2 separate regions of the Canis lupus genome follow, and region 1 is linked to region 2. The links are chromatin contacts, called in public Hi-C maps. All regions are on one chromosome and are shown on one strand. The core of a region is the stretch at or near the end of the contact, and the rest is flanking DNA. Distances in the headings are between cores, read along the strand shown.

What was found. A called contact is a pair of places that touch in the nucleus more often than the background predicts.
Region 1: a Hi-C map of blood shows a contact between it and region 2, with 4 times the contacts expected there. The contact joins the promoter of ALG14 here to the promoter of RWDD3 in region 2. A contact is called at or near these places in 3 of 9 Hi-C or Micro-C datasets (blood and skin fibroblasts).

What each region holds. Positions count from the first base shown.
Region 1 is chr6:54,716,890-54,723,275 of UU_Cfam_GSD_1.0, forward strand. ALG14 (UDP-N-acetylglucosamine transferase subunit ALG14 homolog) reads left to right here and starts at 4,279. Exons shown (of 8, transcript XR_005361187.1): 1 at 4,279-4,489; 2 at 5,243-5,425. It overlaps LOC490151 (TLC domain-containing protein 4), which reads right to left and starts at 4,245. Exons shown (of 8, transcript XM_038541264.1): 1 at 4,107-4,245; 2 at 3,588-3,681.
Region 2 is chr6:54,576,826-54,583,130 of UU_Cfam_GSD_1.0, forward strand. RWDD3 (RWD domain-containing protein 3) reads right to left here and starts at 2,547. Exons shown (of 5, transcript XM_038541253.1): 1 at 2,434-2,547. The coding sequence starts at 2,518.

The DNA of each region.
Region 1 (6,386 bases), core at 3,029-5,528, 140 kb after region 2:
ACTTCTTTCTCCTTGAGCCTCTCACTCTCTACCCTGAATCTCCACACACTCATCTATTTACCACCAACTCTATAAACCTCACAGTACCTGCATTATATCCCTGCTTTATACCCTGTTATCTTGGGATAAGGGTCCCTCCTCCTATCAAAGCCCAGTTCCTCCACTTGTGCTACATTCTGACCTTCTTCATCTTTTGAAGAACTTTGTTCCTACTCTCATTCCTTTTCTCTCTTGCATCAATTTTCCTCTATGGGCATTGTCAACATCAAATGAATATGTCCAATAGTTCCCATCTTAAAGTAAGTTTCCTCAATTTCAAATTCTCCATTTCCCATCCAATTTCTCCATTCCCTTTCAAAGAAAAACTTGAAGTAACTGCCCACAGACACTGTATTTCTTCATCTCCCATTCTCTCTTCTGCCCATTTCCAACTGCCTTCTGTAACCACCATTTCATGGAAATGCTGTTCTTGCTTAGATCCTCAGCGACTAATTTAAGTCATGTGATCCCAACTATGAACAGCATGTGATATAGCTAACTGCACTCCCATTCCTGAATCATTCTCTTCTCCTGGTTTTTGTGGATACCACTCTTTTCTGATTTTCCTTCTGTCTCCCTGGCTTTCCCTTCTCTATTTTTCTTGCTGGCTAAAGCCCCTTTATTAGACCTCTAAATGTTAATGACCCCATATTCTTCGCCCAATACTGTAGCCACTAGCCACATGTGTCTATTTCAATTTAAAATAATTTAAGGAAAATTAAGATTCAGTTCCTCAGTTGCACCAGCCACATTTCAAGTGCTCAACAGGCACATGTAGATAGGAAACAACGTGGACATAAAACCTTTCAATCGTCGCAGAAAGTTCTATTGCACAAGACTGACCTAAACTCCCTCCCTAGGTGATCACACCCAGTCTCATGGCTTTCAGTACCATGTATATGCTGACTTCTAAATTGAAACCTCTAGCCCTGACCCAAGCTTCAGATTTGTATATGAAACTACCTATTTGACATAACCACTTGTATGTCTAACAGGCTATTCAAACCAACATCCAAAACAGAACACTTTATTTTCATCTTCTCCTCCCCTTTGTCAACCCACAAAAGCTTGTTTCTCTTCCTGTCCATCTATTCTTAGCAAATGACACCATCCAACCACTTTTGAAGTCAAAACTCTAGGAGCCACCCTGATCTCCAATATCTAATCCAACAATGAGTTTTAATGACTCTATAAAATATATCTCAAATCTGCCCTCTTCTACCTCCAGTATCATCTTTCTAGTCTAAGTTTCTCATCTGGGTTATTGTTCTATTTATACGAAATCCACTGTACCTAAATCTAGCACATAGCACGTGCTCATTAAATGTTGATAAATTAACAAGTACAATCCTACTTAACAGCGCAAAATAATCTTAACTTTTTTAATATTCATGAATAATAGAGATTTTCCATAGAAGCTTTAGAAAAATAGATTTAAAAGGATAATAAAAATCACTTCCCAGATAGAACTTTACTTACAATTAGTTATGGCTCAATAGCATTACTCATTGCCAATTTTTTTTTTAAGATTTTATTTATTTATTCATGAGAGACACAGAGAGAGAGGGGCAGAGACAGGCAGAGGGAGAAGCAGGCTCCATGCAGGGAGTCAATGTGGGACTCGATCCCGGGATCACGCCCTGAGCTAAAGGCAGACGCTCAACTGCTGAGCCACCCAGGCGTCCCACTCATTGCCAATTACTAATATTTTTCATGCCTTCACAGCACTATAATTTACTTCTATGCATCTGTAATCTGCATTGGTGGTGCAACTTACTCCTCAAGAGAAATTTTAGTTGCTGCTTGCCACTCAGCCTTGCTTTTCCTGATTAATCCAGTACAGCTTCTTGACCTCTTGATAATCTACACATTTCGTGCCTGTCACAGCCCAGGGATCACTGATTTCGTTTAGGAGTTCCCAAGTTTGTTCCTGTCCCTGCCTGCCACCTAACTCCTCTCTGAACTCAACTTCCTTGTCAGGAACACTGAATATTTTGACCCGAGCCTTAATTCAAAATAATCAATAATTCTAAACAATGTCTGCTACTCCTCCCTCTTTGATTCACTGCATTTACTGGCAACCCCTAAAAGCTTGATCATCCTCATTCATTCCAGCTGCATGCCAATGTGGTCAAGCTGGTTATTTCCTACAGATATAGGTAATTATAGAATTGAGGTGATGGGGTAAAGGAGAGTGCAAGGGTGTCTTCTGAGACCTGCAGTCTAGTAATTATTAATATGCCTGACATCTGCATTACCTGTGTTGGGTTACAAAGCCATCTGGGACACAACATTTTCACAGCAATCCAAACGCTATTATTTGCCTAACCAACAATCATCTTTCCTTTACCCTCCTCCAACTTCCTTCTCTCCAAGAGACCATTGTGTTCAGTACCCACCCTCCAACCAACAGCTGGATACAACAGGTATGTTGTATGCCATGCTCCACCCTACCCAAGCAAGCTTTGAGGTCTCATCCCTTTTATGAATAAGCAAGTGACATAAATATGGCCAGAGAGCATGAAAGAAAGTTGGCTGTAAGGGATTCAGGCAAAAGTTTCCTCACCCCTTAAAAAAAAAAAAAAAAAAAAGACCCAATGACAAGATAATGTCCTTTTTTTGGCTCTGGAGATTTCCCCCATCTGCATGTAATTTCTGAGACGCTAACATCTTCTTTGAAGTATAAGGGGCGAGCCTTACGTTGAAGACATTGCTGGGAATGGCAGAGTGGGCAGATGAAAGAAAACTACAACCTTTGTAATATACTTAAGTTGTTTTTTATACTGTGCCAGAGGCTCTGGACTTTGAACTATGTATTTATAAGCCCAGGGGATTCTGATTCCATTAAAATTTGAGGCACTGACTTCTAAGCCCACAACTATAAACCTTCTCCACCACTTCCTAGCTAAGAAATCCTAGGCAAATCATTGAACTTTTATAGAACCCGTGTCTTTATCCTTAAAGAGGGAAATAATATTCACCTTTTGGCCTCATTGTGAGGGTGTAGGGTTAAGAGGATTTGATTGGAAGACTGAATATGGGAAGCGCTGTGAAAATGATGCTACCAAGTCCCTGAATGCTTCTCAGACTTGCCTGCTGATAGAAATTGATACACTGCTTAGATGACCTGATCCCAGGCCTCTCCTGAGGGACTGCATTTTAAGAGACACATTCTAGGCTCCAGGGAAGTGTGATCATCAAGCAAGTCTGGAGCAAAGGAATACACGATGTAATACTCCTATGCGGAGTTAGCATTTCTGGTTTCTGAATCTCCATCTGCCACTATCCCTTGAGCAAGCGGTTTCATCTTTCGGGACCTGTTCATTCATCTGTATACTTGCCCTGTCTAACCTGTAGTGTGTACGGGACTGATGACGAATTACACTTGGGGTGAGGGGGCTTCTGTAATCTCAGTTATTTTTATATTGCTGCAATGCGGGTCAAATAGGCCTCAAAAGATACGCAAAATTGGGACTGGCGGAGGTGCTGGCTTTGTGGTAAAATTAACTGAGTATTAACTGTAGGCGCTGCCTTCTCTCTCCTGCTACCTTGAGTCACTGAGCTTCCACTCCTCTCAGGATCATGGCATAGCTGGAGGTGATCGCGCTCGGCCACTCGGATCACAAAGATCTGTGACGACGCCTAGAAAAGTTAAAAACACGAGTGTCGGGAAAGAGATTGAGATGAGGGCCTTACATTCAATTTTTTCGTACTAAAGTAGCTTTTACTGGCAAGTACGGTCTGCACGTGCAACAGAAACACTTCCTCCGGCATTTAAAAAGGAGGAAGGGGAAGGAAGGAGAGGGAAAGGGGGGAGGGGAGGGCAGAGGAAAGAAGGGGAGGGGGAGGGGAGGGAGGGGGAGGGGGAGGGAGGGGAAGAGGGGGAGGGAAGGGGAGGGAGGGAAGGGGAGGGAGGGGAGGGGAGGGGAGGGAGGGGAAGGAGGGTTGGAAGGAAGAATGAAGACAGGCGGCGTATGCTATCGGCCTCAGGTGGAATTCCGAGTCAGCGGCGCCGGACACCTCCGACTTGGGAGCTCCGGAGCCCTGGGGCGCACAGGTGGCCTGACCTCGTCACGGCAGGAAATCACACTTGTCTGGCGCTGAAGCTGCCGAACTTCAGTCCGTGCGCGGGAGCAGCCGCGCGGCACTTCCGCCCGCCGCCCCAGCTCCTCCCGGCGCCGGCAAGCCCCGCCCCCGGGCCCGCCCCGCCCCGCCCCGCCCCGCCCCGCCCCGCCCGGGGTGCGTCTCCGCGGCGCCCGTACTTCTTGAACTTTGACCGCGGCTGAGGGTGGTGCGCATGCGCCCTGTCTCCGCATGGCGAGCGTCCTTCTCCTGGCGGCGGCGGGAGCTGCGGGGGCCGCGCTGCTGGCGCTGCGGCTGTGGGTTGTGCTCCGTAGTCGCGCCCCCGGGCCGCGTCAGTCTCTCAGTCTCTTGGTGGTGGCTGGGTCCGGTAAGTATTGGGGCGTGACCGTCGAGCCTGGGTCGCTCACTACAAACCCCAGAGTACACCGCGGCGCTCTCCTCTAGTCTCTTTAGCCGTTTTCGGAGCGTTGCCTGCTGGGATTTGTAGTCCCCCCCCCCCCCCGTATTACCGGACCCGGTCCGCGCGGCCGGTGCAAAAGGCTGGTTTGCAGACGCGGCGCAGGCATCTTTTAATGACAAATGAGTGACTTACGCTGGTAATTAAGCTTCCACGTGGCCTGTATCCTTCTGACTAATCATCATTGAGCAGAAAGGACGCAGAAGCCTCATGACGGTAACGTGCAATCTTCCGGAGTAAAAAATTGCTGCTTTGCATTATTAATCGAGGCATTTTGTCTTTAGTTTAGGGATCACCAATACTACATGGCAAGTGAGGGAAAGTGAACTGTCACATTTATAAAATACACAAATCCATGAGGATAGAGACAACATAGAAAATACACATTTCAGAATATGGTGTCAGACTGTGAACAACAAGCTGCTGTGTCAGGAAATACAATTTAAGAGTATTTAGATTTAACAATTTAATTTTACCAACTCGGCAGGCCCTCACAATTTTAAATGGGGCAAGTTCTGACAGAGACAGATAAATTGTGTGCATTTAGAGATGCTAGGAGACTGTATCCACTTAGAATAGTGTTTATAGTATGAGCAAGTGTTCTAAACTTATGTTCAAGTATAATTCATTATTTTCATTCACTTAACGTATATTGAGCTACAGGAGAGGCCAGGCCCTATAGGCTAAGCTCTGGAGACAGCAAAGCCGACTACTGCTACTACTTGTCACAGAGTGGAGACCAGGTACTGAAGCCATGTGAAAGGTACAAGGATATCACAGCGAATGACATGGAGGTCGTGGAAAAACTATCAGAAAACAACGAAAATAGAAAACAAAACAAAACAGGTATTCAGCTATAACCTGGGGAGTACAGACTGCTATGGAAGTCTCCTGGAAGGGCACCATTTTCTCTGAACCTGCAAAGTGCTGTCTAAACTGGGACTTGAAAGATGACCAGGAAGCAACCAAGGAAGAGGGTCAACCAAAGAAAGTGGGACCTGGGGCTCTGAGGACTGGAAGGGTGTGAAGAGAAGTTGATAGGGCTTGGAGTGGTCAGAGGTGCGAGGGCACTGTTGCTTGGAGTTCCATAGGGAGCCCTAAGCCCAGTCCAGATCCCAAAGGGCGCTGTAAACCATCCTCTCTAAAGCTATCAGCACCACTCCACTGCTTCACATCACCTAGGGGTTAGGACCCTATGCTCTAGCTTAACGTAATCCTGGAATTGAATCACATCTCTGCCCCTTACTAACTTGATCTTGGGCAAATTAGTTAACCCCACTGAGCTTCCTGTTCCCACCTTAAAAAATATGAGATGAGGGCAGCCTGGGTGGCTCAGCGATTTAGGGTTTGGTGCCTGCTCTTGGCCCTGGGCATGATCCAGGAGACCCGTATTGAGTCCCATGTCAGGCTCCCTGCATGGAGCCTGCTTCTCCCTCTGCCTGTGTCTCATGAATAAATAAATAAAATCTTTAAAAAAATATATGAGATGAAAGGAGGTGATGAGAGATTAAATGTGGTGGTATTAAAAGTGTATAGCAAATGCTTGACATATAATAAGCATTTAATAAATGGTGACTGTTGTTAATCCTGGTAGCAAAGGGGCTTTTAAAATACTTTTGAGTGGAGAGTGACCCAGTTAAATCTAAGCTTTTACAAAGATCATTCAGCTTGCATTGTCACAATGTTTTGACAAAGACTGAGGTAGGGAGACTTCTGGTTTGCAAGTGGGAGGTGAACGAAGGAAAGGCTCAAGAATGATGTCCAGGTTTCTGTCTTGAACGAATGGATGAATGGATGTTGGAGCCAT
Region 2 (6,305 bases), core at 1,297-3,796:
CTTAACCAGCCTGAGCATCTGTTAACTTCTCTATAAAACAAAGCTAAGAGTACTCCTCATCAAGTAAGATACATATGAAGTATCAGGTACATGGAAGGTGACCTCATTAAACCTGGCACCTGGCCTGACTGCACTGTATGAGGGGGGGTAAAATATTTTGGATTTGGTCTACCCCACAGCCTTTCCTAGTAGATAGCAGTGTGGGGGGTTGCATAATTTGTACCCATAAGAGACAGTTATACTGGATGCCTCTTACTATAAGCTTACTATAACCATTGTAAAGAGGCCATGTGCTTAGTTCCCAGCACAAATTAGCCCAACTCTGATTCTAATTAGTCAGCCTCTTCAATCTTATGGCCTTAATAGCTGACCTTTGGGCAGGCAGCCTAACCCTTCCTGGGCAACCTCAAACCAGAAATACAATCCAACCCACAATATCCCACAATATTCTCCTGATTCCAGGAGGAACAAGGAGATGCATTATTTGTGGGGAGGCCAGAAAGGAACTGATGGTGTTAAGAATGTTCTGGTATCAATTTCCTATCCTCCACCCCAGGCCGACAGTGACCCAGAGAATGGCAGCCAGTAGCCCACTGTATGTTTATTGTGGTCTATTAAAGAAGGCCTTACCTTACCCTTAATTCCCAGTTGTGAACATCAAACAACCCTATTTCAATCACTGAATTGTTCTATTCTCCAATGAACCTTTCAGCAACAAAATGTCCTAAGTTGTTACACTGAATTCTTTTATAATTCAATTACTTATTGATGCCAGAACGCTGAATTAAATTAATTAGGAGGCATGGCTTGAAAGTCACGCTCAATTTAACAGCAGATAAAGGGTCCACAGTGTTCTCCCTATTAAGAAACTGCTCTCTTTCTTTCTAGGGTTACTTGTTTAGGTTTTTCTCTGACCCCTCAGTAGTATCTTAGGCTGAGCGATGTACTCCTGACCCAGCTCACTACCACTCCGTCCTCTTTAAGGTGTAATGGGAAATCACGCAATTTTCCGAGACATTCCAATTGAGCCGTTATGAAAGAATTTAGAAAAACTGATGATCTCCCAAATAGCCTGCCTTCAGGCAGAAGTAATTATCAGTAAAGAAAGACATGGAGACAGTGAATAAGATGATGAAGAATTATGAATGCTATCCAATCAGAAGAGGGGTGACAAGAAAACACTAAAAATAAATTCTTTCCTATGGATTGTCAAGGGCAATTTGACAGGCTAGGCAGTGAAAAAGAAACAGCTCCATTACTGGAACTGGCTGGCAGTGTCTGGAACAAAACAGTGGTCACATGACCACAGGTGATGCAAGAAAGAACCAATGAAAAGGTCCAAATCTGGCTTCCTGTGTGAATAAGCAACCAAATGATACCATGAAACCCACCTAAGTCCTAGACAGTTTTCTCACAACACCCAGAACATTTTTTAGACTATTTTCTTAAAGGTCAACCAACGGATGGTCAAAAGGCAATTTCAATAGTTGCTGAAACATAACGTAAGGGTAGGGCAGCCCCGGGTGGTCCAGTGGTTAGCGCGGCCTTCAGCCCAGGGCGCGATCCTGGAGACCCGAGATCGAGTCCCACGTCGGGCTCCCTGCGTGGAGCCTGCTTCTCCCTCTGCCTGTGTCTCTGTCTCTCATGAATAAATAATAAATAAATAAATAAAATAACAAAAGGCTAAATCCCGTTGCAAAAAGTTTACATAATATATTTAAGAACTAAGTGAAAATGGAAAATTATCTGCATCACCGCACGTTTTTCCATCACCTGCAGTCCTGGTTTTTACTTACTGGAAGTCACAGGCAGGGCCAGAATACCTTTTAACTATCATTGAAAAAAGAGCCAAAAGAAGCCCGCTAGACGGTAAGCCCCTAGAGGGCACGGGCGTTTGCGGGGCATCCGGACCCGGGAGCTCAAGGGCCTTTCGGCGGAGCAGAGGACGCCAGAGGCGCAGCCCCCCGGAAACGTCACGGAGCAGAGGCTCGCCGCGGGCGCCGCGCCGACCGCAGACGCACGGTCCCGGGAGCGGAGCGGAGCGGGGTGCTGGGCCCGTGACTCGCGGGGGCGCCGCCCTCGGAGACCGAGAACCGCGCCCCGGACACACCTACAGAGGGCGCCCGGCCGAGCTACGGAGGGCGAAACGCAACTCGGGGCGGCTGGGTTCCAACCGGGGGGGCGGGCAGGCCGCTGTGCACGGTGCGCCCTGCAGGCATCACGGCCGCGGGGGGGCGGGGCGGGGCTCCGGGAGCAGCAGGCCGCCCCCCCGCCCCGCCCGGTCGCCTCGCTCTCCCGCCGCCTCCCGCGGCCCGGCCCCGCCGCGCGCCCCCCGCGAGCGTGGGAGGAGGGCTCCCGTCGTGGACCTGCAGTCCGCCCAGTCCCGGGCGCCGAGGGGAAGGACGCCCGGGCCCTGCGGCGCGGGGCAGTCACCTGAGCGGCTCAGCACTTCCCACTCGTCCGGCCCGCAGAAAATCGCGGCCAGGGCCGAGAGCTCCTCCCGCGCGGGCTCCGCCATGGCCGCCCCGCCGCCGCCGCCGCCCCGGTGCCCCGCCCCCGGCGCCCCGCCCCCGGCGCCCCGCCCACCGCCTCGATGCCCCGCCCACCGCCTCGATGCCCCGCCCCCGCCCCGCCCCGATGCCCCGCCCCTGCCGCCGCCGCCTTCTCCCCAACCCGCCCGGAGCGGCGCGGCCCGGCGGCCACTAGGGGGTGCCCCGAGTCTCCCCGGCGCGCCGGGCCCAGAGGGGACGGAGGCTCCAGACGTCCTTCCAGGAGCTCCTGCTTGCTGACTCTGGACGCCAGGCTCCATCTCTTTGGGGAGACTTTTCCCGGAGGCCGGAGGCGACCGTGCAGCGCACCCGTTTGCTTTCTGACCGAACAAGGAGGCTCGCTGCAAAGTCTGAAACCTCCTAACCTTAGCGCAGGCTTTGAACGCACCATTCCCGCCGGATCTTGGCCTTGCCCCCCCACCTCCTCCCCCCGCCCCCCCACCTCCTCCCCCCACCTTCTCCCCCTGCCCCCCCACCTCCTCCCCACACACACATCCTCCCCCACATCCCCCCCCCCCCCCCCCGGGGGTGGAGGACAGACTGCGCGAAAGGAACCTGCGGGCTAGGAAGAGGAAACAAGCAGGAGAGTGACCCGTGAGGAAGTGAGCCGAGGCCCAGCTCAGAACTGACCTAGGTGTTGGGGACCTCGCAGTTAACGGGGCAGGAGACGCCCTGTCCTTGGTGAAGCTGGGAGTGACTCTCGCAATGTGGAGCACCCCGAGCTGTTACTGGCGCTGGGACTCGGACCCGAGCCGGATCTCTGGGACTTCTTGCTCCTGACCCAGCAAAAGCAGAGACCTGCAGGTCCTGCCGTTCTAAGGACGTTACTGGGGTCTTGTGGGGAGCTGTGCGCCAGGGTGCTGGGAGCAAAGTCTTGATCTTCCCCGTTTGTCCCCTGCCGACAGCCCAAACTCTTTGGCCTTTGAGGATGCAAGGGTGTAAAGGCAGCAAACTCCAGCTTTTCAATATTACCCATTTTGTGACATTCGATGCATACAAAACAGTGGGACTCTCAAAGCTTAATAATGGAAGGATCGTCCTTGAATCCAGTGCTTCCATCTAAGAATTTGAGCAACATCCATCAATAGGGTAACAGAATTATCCATCCATTCTGTTCCAGCTTTGATTTAGTGAACAAGATTACAATGATCCTCTGTGATAGTCCTATCAGTCAGCATGTTTGGCTTGTCCTTTTGTTTTTCTACGTAACAATTTAAAATTTTGCAGCCCCAAGAAGTACTGGTCTAGCTCCTCGAGGTCCCACAATTTTTCTTTGTATCAGGAAAAAGTTTGTTAGATAAATGAGAAAACTTAGATGGCTACACAGTGACTCCTGTCATTGACCTACAGAAGTCACATCTAAAAGGGCTGATTTTGGGCAGCCTGGGTGGCTCAGCAGTTTAGTGCCGCTTGCAGCCCCGGGTGTGATCCTGGAGACCTGGGATCGAGTCCCATGTCGGGCTCCCAGCATGGAGCCTGCTTCTCCCTCTGCCTCTCTCTCTCTCTGTGTCTCTATGAATAAATAAATTTTTTTTTTCTTTTTGAAAGGCTGATTTTAAGATCCTGAATCCAGGGATTCCTAGGTGGCTCAGTGGTTGAGCGTCTGCCTTACACTCAGGTCGTGATCCCACAGTCCTAGGATCAAGTCCTGCATCAGGCTCCCCAGTGGTGAACCTGCTTCTCCTGCTTCTCCCTCTGCCTGTGTCTCTGCCTCTCTCTATGTCTCTCATGAATAAATAAATAACATCTTTAAAAATAAATAAATAAATGTAAAGATCCTGAATCCATGTTACCATCCTCAACATCATTCCCACTGTCCCTAAAGAGGGATTTTTAAGAAGGAAAACATGCTGGCTTCTGAAAAACCAGATAGGCAATCTAACCAGATAGACTGCAGGAAAAATGCTTTTCTCAGGATGCCATGGGATTTCAGTGACCCCAAGTAATTAAGAGCACTGCTGTGCACAAAATTGGAAAGACAAAAGTTTATTTAAGCCCATAATTATCTCTGATGTGGCCAATTTGTTTAATAATAATTTTTTAAATTTCTTTGACTTATTTCCAAAATAGCAGCAGTTCAATAGGTCCATAATTAGCTACAAAGGAGTACGGTGAACAAAAGAATAAATTTTTAATTGAAAATTACTTGATTTTAGTTTGAAGTCCAAAATCAGTAGGAAAATACAAATATTAGTTATTTGACTTATTAAAGATAGTCTACAAAAAGTCAAATAGTTCATATCTTATTTTTAATTTCCCAAGTTCAACATAAGTGATATGAGCGAAATGAAATGAACAGCAAGGCTCCAGTTGTCAGAAATATTAGTAGGCAATCACAAAGCCTGCTGTCAGCTAGGATTCCATTAAATTGATGTAAGAGTACATCAATCTATTTAAAATTTTCTTGTCAATAGGTTTCTTCTTTGCTCTTCCTTTCTCTGTTGATTTTTCAACCTGCTTTTCATCCTCCATTTAGCATGTTTAAATAAAAAAGAAGTCGATGTGAATGTCTTTTAAATTGACACTATCCTAAGGCCCTGAAATCCCATGAATAAGTTTCTACTCTCTGACATTTGGAAGTAATCATCACAGAAGAAGCATAATGTCAGCTTGATATTTCTCACACTATGAAAATATCAGCTACATGTCAAATATCTAAAGCCTACCTTAATGTAATAAATTTTCTTGTATTCACAGGCTACTAAAAATTCTAAATATTTAAATGTGGAATGAATGTCTAGACGTGTGGATGAATGTCTAGTTAGAGCACAGTCTCTTTCTCTTCCTCTCTCTACTTCTCCTCTCTCAAACAGTGTATGATTTGCTAGAATATTATTTATACATGCAGCTTGCTAAACAGTTGTTTTCCCAAGACCATAAGGAGAAGTTTTAAATATCTCACCTCTAGTTAAACCACCAGCTCAGAAAATAGTTCTTTTAGCTTTTCTGAGAAAACATTTTTACTTACTTTATCATGAGTAGTATGTAGACGTAAATACTTACTCTGTGTCTGAAAATGTAAGTCAAACCCCATTTGGGCATAGATGTGAGAACACACAATTTTAAGAGTATTAGAAGAGGTTGGCTGGATACTAGTATCATATCAAAAAAGCTAAGAATACTGAAGTACTGGGACATAATAAGGAAAATGATCATGTTAAGACTATAAGTTAAAAAAAAAACTACTAAGAGTATTATATACATGAAATTAATATAACACTGTATGTTAACTAACTGGAATTTAAAGAGAGAACCACTAAGAGTAAAGAACAAAAGAGGCATTAAATGCCACCTTGCTAAATCAACCTGAACTTCAATAAGCTGTGCTACTGGTTTTACCCAAAGAGTTTCTCTATTTACTCATTTCATAAAATGTTCTTGGGCACACACTGACTGTTGATTGTTCTAACCCTACAAGCTGAGTGTTTTGAGATACAGAGATGAAAGCAACAAGCCCTTGCTCTCAAAGACTTTAGTTTAGGGTTAGGCAAGTAAACACAATGAGCAACAATTCCAAGTTCTTTGACCACACCTTACTGATGTGAAGGTCAATGTAATAGGTGAAAGCAATGAGTGCTGAAGTAGCACGTACCTCCCACAACTTCCCAGAGGAGAAATATGTTTGCAATGTTCAGGAACATAGTACATTTCCAAAGGTGCATAAAGACAGTTGTGTTGCTCGGTCATTGTTTTCTTTATTCTGTTTCAGTGTGAAAGTCATAAATTGATTTTTCATCAAGATAACAAAATAAAAGC